Regions from separate parts of the Hordeum vulgare genome. Here region 2 is linked to region 1. The links are chromatin contacts, called in public Hi-C maps. All regions are on one chromosome and are shown on one strand. The core of a region is the stretch at or near the end of the contact, and the rest is flanking DNA. Distances in the headings are between cores, read along the strand shown. Region 1 overlaps LOC123412491 (ubiquitin-like-specific protease 1D). Region 2 holds the start of LOC123410152.

Region 1 (6,352 bases), core at 2,611-5,110:
CAACAACGATAGCCCTTATGCTCATCACTATAGCCTAAGAAGACACACTCAACAGACTGAGCGGTCAGTTTGGTGCATTCGCGGGGGGCAAGAAGAACATAGCAAACACAACCAAACAAGCGAAGCGTCGAATAATCAGGAGAACGATCAAAAAGATGCTCGAAAGGAACACCACCCTATAGAGCAGCGGAAGGCTGGAAATTGATGAGATAGGTGGAGGTCGAGACGGCCTCAGCCCAAAAATGAGGCGGGAGAGAGGCAGCAATCATCAATGCACGAGCCGTCTCAAGAAGATGACGATGCTTGCGCTCAGCTACGCCATTCTGAGCGTGAGCACCAGGACAAGAGAATTGAGAGAGGGTCTCTTGCTTAGCAAGAACACCACGCAACATCTTAGAGATATACTCGCCGGCGGAGTCAGCACGAAACACACGAATGGGAGAAGAGAACTGAGTATGAGCCATGGCAGCAAAACGCTTATAAATGGACAACACCTCACTACGAGAAGTCATGAAATAAAGCCATGTGTAACGAGAGAAGTCATCTATGAAAATAATATAGTATTTATGACCCCCTTTCGAAGCGAAGGGAGCCGGACCCCATACATCGGAATGAACTAAACCAAAAGGACGCTTAGACACTGACTCACTATGTGGATATGGTAATTGAATCTGCTTGCCAAGACGAAAATCCTGACACTCTAAAGAGGCCTCTCCTGAGACAGACCCCGCAAGACCTCGACGAACTAACGACGACAAACGAGAATCACACAGATGACCAAGTCGATGATGTCACTGCTGGAAGGAACCAGTAGCCGAGGCAACCAAAGCGGAAGAACTAGCGATAGAGTGGGCAGCGGAAGGAACATGAAGCCAGTCCAACTCCCAAAGACCCTCAGAATCACAGCGGCGAGGACCAGCCCCAACCAGAGTGTGCGTGCGACGGTCCTGGACAGAACAAGAGTCAAGGTCAAGGATGACACGACAACCAGAATCAGCAAGTTGACCAGCGGAAAACAGATTCATGGTAAGTCGAGGAACATGAGCAACATCACGAACAGAATAAGAAGGAGTGGTAAGAGTGCCTCTACTAACGACAGGAAGGGGAGTACCATCAGCGGTGAGGACATGAACAGGAGAATCAAGCGATCGAAGAGAGGATAGAGTGGAAGAATTAGAAGTCATATGAAAGGAAACTCCAGAGTACATAACCCATGGGGATGTACCTGACTGTGTAGAAGGTGGTTGCTCAGTGCGGGAAGCCTCAGTCACAGAACCAGCAGTACCCGTCGAGGAAGAACCTGAAGCAGCGAGCAGACGCTTAAGTCTCAGAATATCCTGCTCAGTCAAAGTGATGGCTGAAGCTGTCGAGGCAGATGACGAAGTCGCTGTAGATGATGATCGCGCCTTGCGCAAGTGTTTCTTCTTTGTGTAGCAGTGGGACTCAATATGACCATCATTGTTGCAGTAGCCACAATGTGAACGAGGGCGACCTGAGCCGCCAGAAGGAGTGGGCAAGAGCGACGGAGCACTCGAGCGAGAAGGGGTCGGTGCAGCAGGTGGCGTAGAAAGAGTCCGAGCAGCGAGCACCGAGGGAACCTCCAGCAAACCAACACCACATAAGCGAGTCTCCTCGGCACAAATCTCAGAAAGCGCCTCCATGCGAGAATACGACCACGAGCAAACAACTGAGCACGCCGAGGCTCAAACTCCTTACGGAGCCTAGACAGGAACTCGTAGACGCGATGAAACTCCAAATCGGCCTGGACAGCCTGGCAACAGGGGCAACTACGACAACCAGCACTGTGGAGAGAATCAAGTTGGCGCCAGATAGCAGAACTCTGTGCATAGAAGTCATTAACAGTAGAGTCACCATGTTGAAGAGCATGCTCCTGACGAACCACGGAGAGGTATAAGGCATCACCAGAGGGCTCATAGTGCTGACGAAGGCGAGTCCACATCTCAAAGACAGTAGGAAGGCCCAGAAACTCAGAGGCAAACTGAGGCAAAACACTGGCAGTGAGAACAGCTGCAGAACGGTCATCATCATCAAGCCACTCGGTGTAAACAGACAAAGCACCATGATACACCTGAAGAGCCACCTCATAAGTCAAAACATTCTCATCATAAGCACGAATAGCAGCCTCATTAGCAACCTTAGCCGCGTCCTTCGCAGCCTGAGGAGCATCCGCGGGAAGAACCGGTGGAGTCGGAGGAGTGGGAGCCACAGGAGGAACCGTACGTGGCGGACAACAGACCTCGCCAAAGAGAACTCCCTAGAAACGGATGCCACGCATGTGAATGCGCATGAAGCCAGTGAACTCGGCGTAGTTAGTACCATCAAAGATCACCGAACAGCGAGGGACAGCAACATAGCCAGATGCAGTGGACATTTTTTTTTATTTTTTTAGGAAAGGAAATCAGTCAACGGGATCGAGCCGATCTGGAATCGTTCTCGAGGGCAAAAACCGCGTCGGCCGGGGCAGTGGGAACCGAGAGATCCGATCCAGGCGGTAGGTCGGGGCGGCTGGTCCCGTGGTGGCCGAGAGATCCGATCCAGGCGGTAGGTCGGGGCGGACTGGTGGCGCGTCCCTCGGACATCACGGCACGGCGCGGCGCGGATCCTGGCGGCGCGTTGCATGGCGCCGGGGAGGAGCGAGATTGGCGCCTGAAGACCTGGAACCACCGCGAGAGCAGAGTCGGATCGAGGTTGGGCGAGATCCAGGGAGCGGATTGGTGCCTGAAGACCTGGAACCGCCGCGAGAGCAGAGTCGGTTCTGGACGAGATCGAGGCTGGGACGGGGCTCCCTCCAGCGGTAGAAGAGGGGGTCCTTCTGTCACCATGACGAGACGCAGTTGGAGCGGGATTCGGAGAAGAGACAGCCACGAGTCTTCGACGGAGACAGGAGCGACGGCGGCTGGGAATTAGATCGGGAGGAGCACGAGTTGCGCGTGCTAAGAAAACCTAGGCTCTAATACCATGTTAAGCTTCATGCACTAGCCAACGCAACCAAAAGTCCGAACCGATGGAATGGACTGGTGCAATCCACATATACTGTAACACCCCCTCTCACGTGTGTTAGGAAAGCAACTTGTATTCCCATGAGGCCATAAACCGGTATATATACATGTACGGATGGTGGACTATATGCAGGAAACCCCTTATATATTTGGTTAAATACAAAAGGGTACATGACTTATATTATAACTCTAACATCTCTCACCGAGCTCTTTAGTTATGCACTTTACTTTGTGATAGCCATATTATTTCTTGTTGTATATCTTCCTATAACCTAATTGTTTATCTTGCTTAGCATAAGTTGTTGGTGCACATAGGTGAACCTGGTTGTTTTAGGTTTTGTGCTTGACAAATTAAATGTTAGTTTTATTCCGCTTTTGTTCAAGTCTAAACCGTAATTATTTTAAAGCGCCTATTCACCCCCCCCCCCCCCCTCTAGGCGACATCCACCTCCTTCCACCTGTCTCTCTCCAAAACACGGATATCAAGACTCTCTGGCGCAGGCTCACCTCGCGGCTGCAGCTGCAGATCTGTGAGACCATCGACGAGGACCAGTCCAGGTTTATCCCCGCGCACAGCATTGGTGAAAATTTCGTCCACGCCTCGAAAATGGTGTAGTGATGTTTTAAGCGGGCTGCCCCCACGCTTGTCTTCAAGTGTAACTTCGACAAAGCCTTTGACTGCATCAACTCGGCGAGTATGTGGACGATCATGCTCGCGCGGTGGTTTCCCACGCTGTGGTGTGACTGGATGGATAAAAATCTCCGGTCCTCTCACTCTACTGTGCTCCTTAACGACGTCCCGAGGAAGTGGTTCCCCCTATGTTGTGGGCTCCGGCAGGGGGATCCGATCTCCTCCTACCCCTATGCTTGGTTGTGGGCTCCGGCAGACTGAAACGCCATGGTCTTCAGGCTGGAGTCCCCTTCTTTGCTGCGACGTTGAAGGCACGCTCGTTTTTCATGAATGAAGCTGCTCAAAACGTCCTCGCTTTTCTATATCCCTGCAGATTACAAACCACAAATTTGTGTGCGTGTGTCCACTGATTAAAATCCCCAAATCCAGTTAACCTCGACTTATCTCGCCGTATCAGTCGGCACACGGATGGCTGGGCAGCCGCAAATTGCCGGCGCGTTCCTGGTCATGTCCGATCGAACTGGTTGAGGAAGGACGAGGAGGCCTAAGTCGCAAGTAGGCGAATGTGTTGTTGTGTAACTAAACAACCGTGTAGATCAACTCTTAACGCTTCAGGGCGAGATCTGGTACTTATAATCTACAAACCTGCTCATCTCCACACCTGCTTGCGCCCTTTGGCACAACACGTAAAATCCATAAGTGTTTGCAGAACTAAAGAACACGGAACATGGCAACTCGCCAACTGGCTTGAAAAACATGGTCTAATCAGAGCCTTAGATTGTGCTCTCCCAGCCTGGCTAAAAAAACTAAACAACAAATTAAGCCGACCCTGAGCGACTCATATCGTCATACACCCACCAGTTTTCCTACTGATATTTTATATACACGGAAGCTCCCGTGGATACATTAACTGTAACGTTCAGCTATGCAACACCACCCCTTCCTCAAAGTTGCCTACAGATGCAGGCTACAACACCTTCCCGGTTATAATACACAATTCCGAGCCGGTTTCTACGGGCAACGTAAGTCGCTCCAAAGGTGGTAACATCAATCAGCTGCATTCCAAAGGGTGCTCAAAACTTGTTGGTCGGTTCGAAGTGCCTTCCAAAGGTTTCTGCGCGGCCGAACTGCCGACCATATGATGTTCTTGTGTTGGTTCCATCTCAGCCAAACTGCCCGCCAAAGGATGTTCCTGCGTTGTTTCCATCTCAGCCGAACTGCCCACCAAAGGATGTTCTTGCGCTGGTGCCATCTCACCAGAACAGCCCACCAAAGGATGTTCTTGCACTGGTTCCATCTCAGCCGAACTGCCCACCAAAGGATGTTCTTGCACTGGTGTCATCTCAGACGAACTGCCCACCGAAGGATGTTCTTGCACTGGTGTCATCTCAGCCGAACTGCCCACCAAAGGATGTTCTTGCGTTGGTGACATCTCAGCAGAACTGACTTCCAAAGGGTGTTCAGACGTTGGTGTCATCTCAGCAGAACCGACTTCCAAAGGGCGTTCAGACGTTGGTGCCACCTCAGCTGAACCTGAACCGACTTCCAAAGGGTGTTCTGACGTTGCCGGCTCCATTACATTGTTTGCAGATTTAGCTTCCAAAAGCAACTGACACGCTGTCTGCTCCGATGTACTGTTGTTACTGGGATTCGCTTCCTCAAACAACTGATGAAGCAGGGTCTTCATTTTCTTTCGTAATGCAGAAGCCTCTTCAGGTTGAAACCATGTTTTGCCAAACTAACAGAAAAAAAAATAGAGAAGAAATGAGCAAGAAACATCTGCGTGCAGTTCAGTATTCTACAGTCAAAAACACATAACGTAAAGTGGTCAACACACTAACAGATAGTGGCTCACCATAGAAAGGTTTTTCTTGCGAAGCCTTTCAGGTGCCTCCTCAATGAACCGTTGCATATAGTACAGAACAAAGAGGCCACAGTCAAATTCATTTTCCTGCTGCGGAACCTGGAAAAAAATGAAGAGAGTAAGAGCTATAAGATCACAGCATGGAGAGACAAATACACCATCTATAGTGCACATGTTATAACAGCATATGTAAGCAACAATGGGCATTCACTTATAAGAAATCTGGATGCCCACCCAAAATTTCATTTTGACAATATCCTGAACTCATAAATCACTGCATGCATGCATTTAGCAATTTACAGCCTGTACTTGTAACTTGATGCAACATCACACCTGTTGTCTTAGGCCACGCACAATGGGATGATGTCAGCATGCTGAGTTGGAAGAGAGAAAAATGAAAGAAAGAGTGTGCCTTCTTTTATCTAAAGAGAGATGATATTTTCATGCCTATGATGCTTTTCTTCATTGTATCTAGATGTCATCTATTAGTCACATGTTTTCTTATGAATATTAATCACCCCATAATTATAGAGGCATGCAAATATTAATTGCTAGAGATAAATTCTACAGCATGCTTTTATTCAAATATCTATTTCTGAGCCGAGAACCATGAGTTGATCGCAAGATCTTATGGGTTTCACCTCTAGCCTACACCAACTTGTTTGGGACTAAAGACTTTGTTGTTGTTGTTGTTGTTGTATCCATTTCTGAGCCCAATCTCATCTGCACCCGGTGGAGAGAAAATTCACAAAAAAAACTTAAAAAGTTCAAAAATGTACAGGGTTCTTTTTTTTTGCATGGAAGATAACTTGGTGCGTGAGGTGCGCTCCAAATTTC
Region 2 (6,352 bases), core at 1,642-4,141, 350 kb before region 1:
ATGATCCATTTCACCGATGAATTGGCATCGGGCCTTCATTTCACCATAAAATAATTATGTTTGGGCTGAATTGAAATGTTGTACGACTCAAGTGCCCCCAAATCCTAGCCGCCACGCTCCTTCCTCCACCCTCCTCTCCCTCCGTTGTTGTCGGAGGGTGCCATCAGGCTAAGCCCGATGTCAGATAGCAGTGGCGGGGATCCCCTCCATACTCATGATGAAGGAGGTGGGGCGGATGTCATCCCGCGAGGAGGCGTGATCGATCTGGATATTGGCAGTGACGTGGCTTGCTGTGGGCGGCGGCATGGCCGTTTAATGGTAGGACGGTGGTGACGGCATGGTCAGGACGCCGTGGAGCACCGGGCAATTCAAGCCGGGTTCATGCGGTGGTGGCCTCCGGTCATGGCCTGGTCGGGATGGTCGCCTCATCGTGCCGCGACAAATGTCAGAGTGGCGGCCAGGGCCGGTCCTAAGATTTTTGGGGGCCAGGCTACACTAAAACACGGGGCCTTTAACCTAAACACTAAAACAATGGGGTATGAAAAAAGTAGAGAAATTTGTGTGTGTGGCTATCATAAGGTCTCTTTAGAAATGCAAAATGCCATATTTAGTTTCAAGCTTTACTATAAGTATTGGAGTAAACTGTAGGTTCAGATACCAAAAGATTAGATAGATAAGCAAAGGTAAGTCTATCTATAGTCCGAACATAAAAATTTGAGTATAGTTTAGTTTCTGCACTAACTAATGACAATTGTAAGATTGTTATCCCAAATAGGAGTATCGGACAAATTAGAATAGATAAGTAAATTCATATGACTCATGTGAAAAAATTGATTCATATGTTCAAATATTAATTCCCATCATATCCACATAAATCAAATTAACAATACTGAAATTACGAAGTCAACCATACCTAATTGTGCGAATGAGAAAATAAGAGTTAATTAGACCGTATGTGCCATCATTGTTGAATCCGTCTGAAAAATATATAGCAGCCATGATGGAAACCAGAACCACACTCAAAGAGATCTATACCACATCATCCGCAAAAAATAGAAATCTGCATCACATCAACGCCTTATCAACAATTTCCTGTAAACCTGTTTGAGAATTTGGAAATCGGGATTAGAAGAAAAGAAACAGGAAGAAGAATATGCTAGGGAAGAGAGTGCAACGAGACATACTTGCCGCCGCAGTCATTGAGTCGTTCATTTAGCAAGAGCCTAGAGGGCAGGGAAAGACCGAACGGTCTGAAGTTACAGGAGGAAATCATGATTTGTTTTTTTTTGAGGGGTAGGAAATCATGATTAGTGAATCGAACGATTCCTTTCCTACCCAACAGTCTCCAAGTGCTTGCAAACATGGCCACACCCATTGTATCTACTTTTACAGTTTTACTTCTTAGACTTAGCAGGAGCGCTGCCGCTGAGATTGGCTTCAAAAATAAATTCGCTCGAGTGTTGCCGCTGAAGACCTGTATGCCTAAGTATATACCTGGGAGGCCCCCCTAACTTTTGGGGGGCCCGGGACGGCCGCCCCGCTCGTCCCTCCCTTGGGCCGGCCCTGGTGGCGGCCCCGGGCGGTGGCGGACAGTGAGGCCCAGATCATCCTCGGCTGCATAGCATGGGTGTACCCATGTCCAAGACGGAGCTGCTCCGGCGGGTCTGACGTTCGACCCCAGATCCTGTTCGGTACAGGGACGGTGAAGAGTGTGCTTGGGATTCATCCTAATGTCTCTTCCGACATGGCGCGATGGGGTGGCAGCCCTCTCTCCATGTTCTAGTTGTGGCGCCCTTCGGCAGTGGCCGGAGCATCAGGATACACTATGGTGGCAGTGCGATTGTGGACGATCGCTGGATCTGGACGGCCAACTCTGGGGCTTTGAAGGTGGTCTTGCAGATGCACAGGTTGTGAGTGGGATGTTCTTGCAATGGATCCGGGTGAAAACCCACCGGTGATGGTGACGCCCTTTACATTGTTTCCTTCGTAAAGGCGTCATCGAGGTGAAGCTCCCAACTCCTACACCTGCCTCCAGGGGATAACCCTTGATCAAATGATGGCGGCGCTCTTGTGTCGTTTCCTCCTTGGTGTGTGCATTGGGTCGAGGGATCGGTGGACGGTTTTAATGGTGGATCGGCGTCTCATGTCACACATTGATGATGTGGAGTCTCGGCAATGTGATGCAGGAGGGTATCGACGACGGTTGTATGATGATGGACATGCGGAGGGAGGTGACGTTGTCTGGCACCGTGGTGGCTTCAACGGAAGACCTGGCAAGGTCAATGCGTGAGTGCCTGCTCTAAAAATGGATCGGTGGAAGACGGCAGCGGCGGCTTCTCAGAGTGCGCCAGACCTGTGTGTACCCCAGACTCGACAAGAAGCTTGGTTGGACCTTCGGTTTTAGATGTTAGCCGTTCCTGCGAGGTCTTGCTTGGTATTCGCCTCGAACATTCGGCACCCCTTCATCAAGTGGTTAGAATTAGCGACAAATGTTGCAAAGATGTCAGACATGCATACTGATGTATTATTTTATAAGGTCTTTACGAATAATTAATAAATTAACTGCATGTATCGTCCAGATGCAGAGACAGGTGTCATCCTCCTTTTCAAAAAAAAAAAAAAAAAAACTTGTCAGCCTAAAAACCTTGGACAATGGAAAATGGGGAAGGCAACTATACAGTGGCCGTGAAAAGTAAAACTTAGATACATGACAAACATTCTACGTCCCTATCCGTGTAAATTCAATTGCACAGGTGGCCACAAGCACCAAATCACATAGTCCATGCAACCTTAGCGGCCTGGCTAGTTGCACAAGTGGTCGGTAGCCCCACTGTCATGTTTCATGCATGTGCATACGCCAAATCGATGGGTCTATAAGAAGAGAGGTCTGGGTCTTTCAAGAAGGGAAGTCTAGTTGGCTTCACGAGCATGAAGAGAAGGGGAGGAGACGGAGGGGCGACGAACATGGCGTTCGGCAGGAACGATGCGGGGAGGAAGGCGAGTGGGAGCACGGAGGTGGAAGATCTGTGCTCCAAGCTCACGTCTCTGCTTCCCCAAGACTATCAGCTGGACGCCTCACAGGTACGTAAAAGATACTATAATACTTCATAAGTTTTTTGCAAATCCGTAGTTGAGCGTGCGAGAATAAAATTTGGGTTCATAATCCGCTGAAAAGTTATCCGGGAATGCAATCGCAACCTATTTGTTGATGTATCTTTGGGTATTTCTAAGCTGTCCATTACTTTATTTTCTTCCAAAACATGATGTTGCCGCTCAGTTCGATGATCTAACTATTGTGCTCGTCAGATATGCTGTGTTTTGTCCCGGCAGAAATTAATCTCGTTTTCTTTAATATAAACTCACGATTAACAAATAGCTTTCTCCAGTTCAATCCCTCTACTGATTTATCAGCTAAAAAGCTTATCTTCGATCTCGGTGTATCAGTGGCGGCTCTACCCACAAGCTGTGATGCCAAGCGACATCATAGCATGTTTCATGACTTCAAATGTATTGTTACAAAGTGCATACAACTATCGGCTGCTTTTATTGATTGACATACACGTACTATATAAGAAACAAATAAGCTCATAACATAAGAGAAAAGAAGTAAGTAGAGGACTAACGTCCGAGTGTGACCTAATAAACTATTGATCTCGAGAAGTATCTACAGAAAAAGGCATCTTGCCCCGCTTCATAAATAAAGTCAACCACGATACAACCACAACTGAAACCGGACGTTCAAATAAACAACAAGGTTCAGATGAAAATAAATGAGATAGTACTAGCTGGGGGCACAACAAAAGAAGCCTACTAAATGATACTCCGTTCATCCGATAATACTTGTTAAAGGAATGGATGTATCTAGATATATTTTAATTCCAGATACATTCATTTGTATATATTTTTGTGATAAGTAATTTCAGATGGAGGGAGTACATATCTGTTGAGTAAATAGGCAATTTTCCGAGTAGATTAATCCACAAAATAATAACTAGCATGGCATTGACTAGACTAATGACATACTGATCTTGAGCTAACCTAGCACATACTACGCATATAGTGGATACATCTATGCAAACAAGTAGTACTGCTAGAATAAATACGAACAAGAGGATAAACGAGTCATACCCTCCAATCGGCCAGTTGGCCGTAGCAGCAGCAGCGGCGGCGGAGGCAGTATCCTCTGCCGTCTTCTTCTCGGCTTCCTCGCGGAGACGATCAGCTTCGCTTGGTGAAGACATGGCGATGACGAGGGCGACGCGGACGTAGACGAAGCAGACGGACGGAGGCGAGCAGTCGCGTGATCGCTCCCCAAAAACCTAATCGCCCCTCTCCCGTACAGGAACCGGAGAGGCGAGGTTTCGGAGGCCTGCTCTCCTGTTGACCGTGTACGCGGTAAACGGGACGGAGTCGCCGGCGGCAGCAGCAGTTCAAGGAACGAACGCGTGAGGCAGATGTGATCTGATTTCGTGACGGCTAGGGTAGGCGATCGCGTGCCGTATTCTCCGTTCCTGACCAGCAAAAATAAGCGCGTAGGTATGAGCTCGGCTCGGCTCATTCCCGCAACCCGCGTCGCGTCGCGTCGCGTCGTGACGAGGCGGGCGGCGGAGGAGGAGTGCGCGAGGGCACCTTCTCTTCTCACTCTCCAATAGCATGTGGAAGAGAGACCCTTATAAAGGGGTCCAAACTCTCCTCCACTAGCGGGGTGGGACTAAACTCCCACCACCTTGCCATGCCACCACCTACATGGGCCCTTGTAGATTTTCTGAAATTCTCTAGTGGGCCTAAGGCCCACCTCCAAATTTCAACAATCCCCCACCAGATCTCAAGGGCACATCGTGTTCCCTCGTTCCAATCACTGTTTTAATATACCAGCATTTCAGTGAAGACCTGTTAAGGTTGAGCTTCACCTAGAACAAGTAGCTACACCCCTTCACAACTGAACAATGGACTATGCCTTGAATTGTCAGTTTGGCGTAAAGGAGCTTCACCACAAATCTTACTAGTACTAGGCTGCCGAAGGTGACCCCTCGGGTGGAGCATATTAGTCACACTCCTGGCCTATTCATGAGTTTACTAGAGATCACCCAAATCTCATAGACTGTGACCAGCAGTCAAGCTCATATAGGTGTGTTCCTCCAAAGATCGCTCTGTAGGACAGCATCTTGCTTACATATAAGCTTTAGAACACATTAAGACAGTAGTCATCCTACCATACAGTATCCGAGAGTATTGCATCTCCAACGGAGTGGGTTAGTAAAGTTACTCTCCTCAGTTCACCACTGGCTTGTTTTCCCAGGTCCTACTTCACGGGATCTCCGATCATATAGGTTAGGTTACTACCATGGCAACTCATGTGGGTCTCACACCCATCTCCCTCGATGCACTATCTATCACAACACGTGATAGCCCTTTAGTAAAGGGATCTGCCAGATTCTTAGCCGTTTGGATATAATCCAACGCTATCACTCCGGAGTTTCTCAAACGTCTGACAGACTTCAATCTCATTCTTATATGTTTGTTGGACTTCATATTGTCCTTTGAACTCTTCACTTTAACAATAACCGTCTGATTATCGCAGTTCATAAGGATAGCCGGAACCGGCTTCTCAACCACAGGTAAGTCCATCAAAAGATCTCGAAGAAATTCTGCTTCGACACCAGATGTGTCTAATGCTGTTAATTCTGCTTCCATTGTCGATCTTGTTAAGATCGTTTGCTTGCAAGACTTCCAGGAAACAGCACCACCCCCAAGAGTAAACATATACCCAGTAGTGGCCTTCATCTCATCAGCATCAGAGATCCAATTCGCATCACTATACCCTTCAAGTACTGATGGGAATCCCGTATAGTGAAGCCCGTGGTTGACAGTACCTTTCAAGTAGCGCATAATTCTTTCAACAGCACGCCAATGAACATCGCCCGGGTTTGCAACAAACCGGCTAAGTTTGCTCACAGCAAACGCGATGTCAGGCCTCGTTGCGCTAGCTAGGTACATAAGTGAACCGATAATTTGAGAGAATCTCAATTGATCTATAGCTGTGCCTTTAAACTTTCGAATAAGCACACTAGGATCATATGGTGTTTGACAAATGTTGCAGTCTGAATATCCAAAGCGACTCAAAATCTTGTCAACATAGTGGGATTGCAGAAGTGTAATCCCACCCTCATCATCTCTCAACAGCTTGATGTTCAAGATAACATCAGCCACCCCAAGGTCCTTCATTTCAAAGTTTTGAGACAGAAAAGACTTAACCTCCTCAATTACTTTGAGGTTGGTTCCAAATATCAGTATGTCATCAACATACAAGCACAATATAACTCCTTCGCCCCCACCATGGCGATAGTATACA

The links. Hi-C and Micro-C count contacts between places; a contact is called where the count stands out from the background.
Region 2: a contact with region 1 is called in a Hi-C map of leaf, with 2.3 times the contacts expected there. The contact joins the promoter of LOC123410152 here to the enhancer-like site in region 1. A contact is called at or near these places in 2 of 6 Hi-C or Micro-C datasets (leaf and seedling).

The regions. Positions count from the first base shown.
Region 1 is chr7H:152,977,524-152,983,875 of MorexV3_pseudomolecules_assembly, reverse strand. LOC123412491 (ubiquitin-like-specific protease 1D) reads right to left here. Exons shown (of 14, transcript XM_045105437.1): 13 at 5,507-5,614; 14 at 4,409-5,389. The coding sequence ends at 4,703. Among protein-coding and RNA genes, the nearest start is that of LOC123412492, 21 kb to the right of the region's middle. Within about 2 kb of position 3,860, at least 2 of the 3 cell types and tissues checked have open chromatin away from gene starts, as enhancers often do. A contact at or near this core is called in leaf, where this site is marked.
Region 2 is chr7H:153,322,288-153,328,639 of MorexV3_pseudomolecules_assembly, reverse strand. It overlaps LOC123410152, which reads left to right and starts at 2,891. Exons shown (of 3, transcript XM_045103048.1): 1 at 2,891-3,081. The coding sequence starts at 2,929.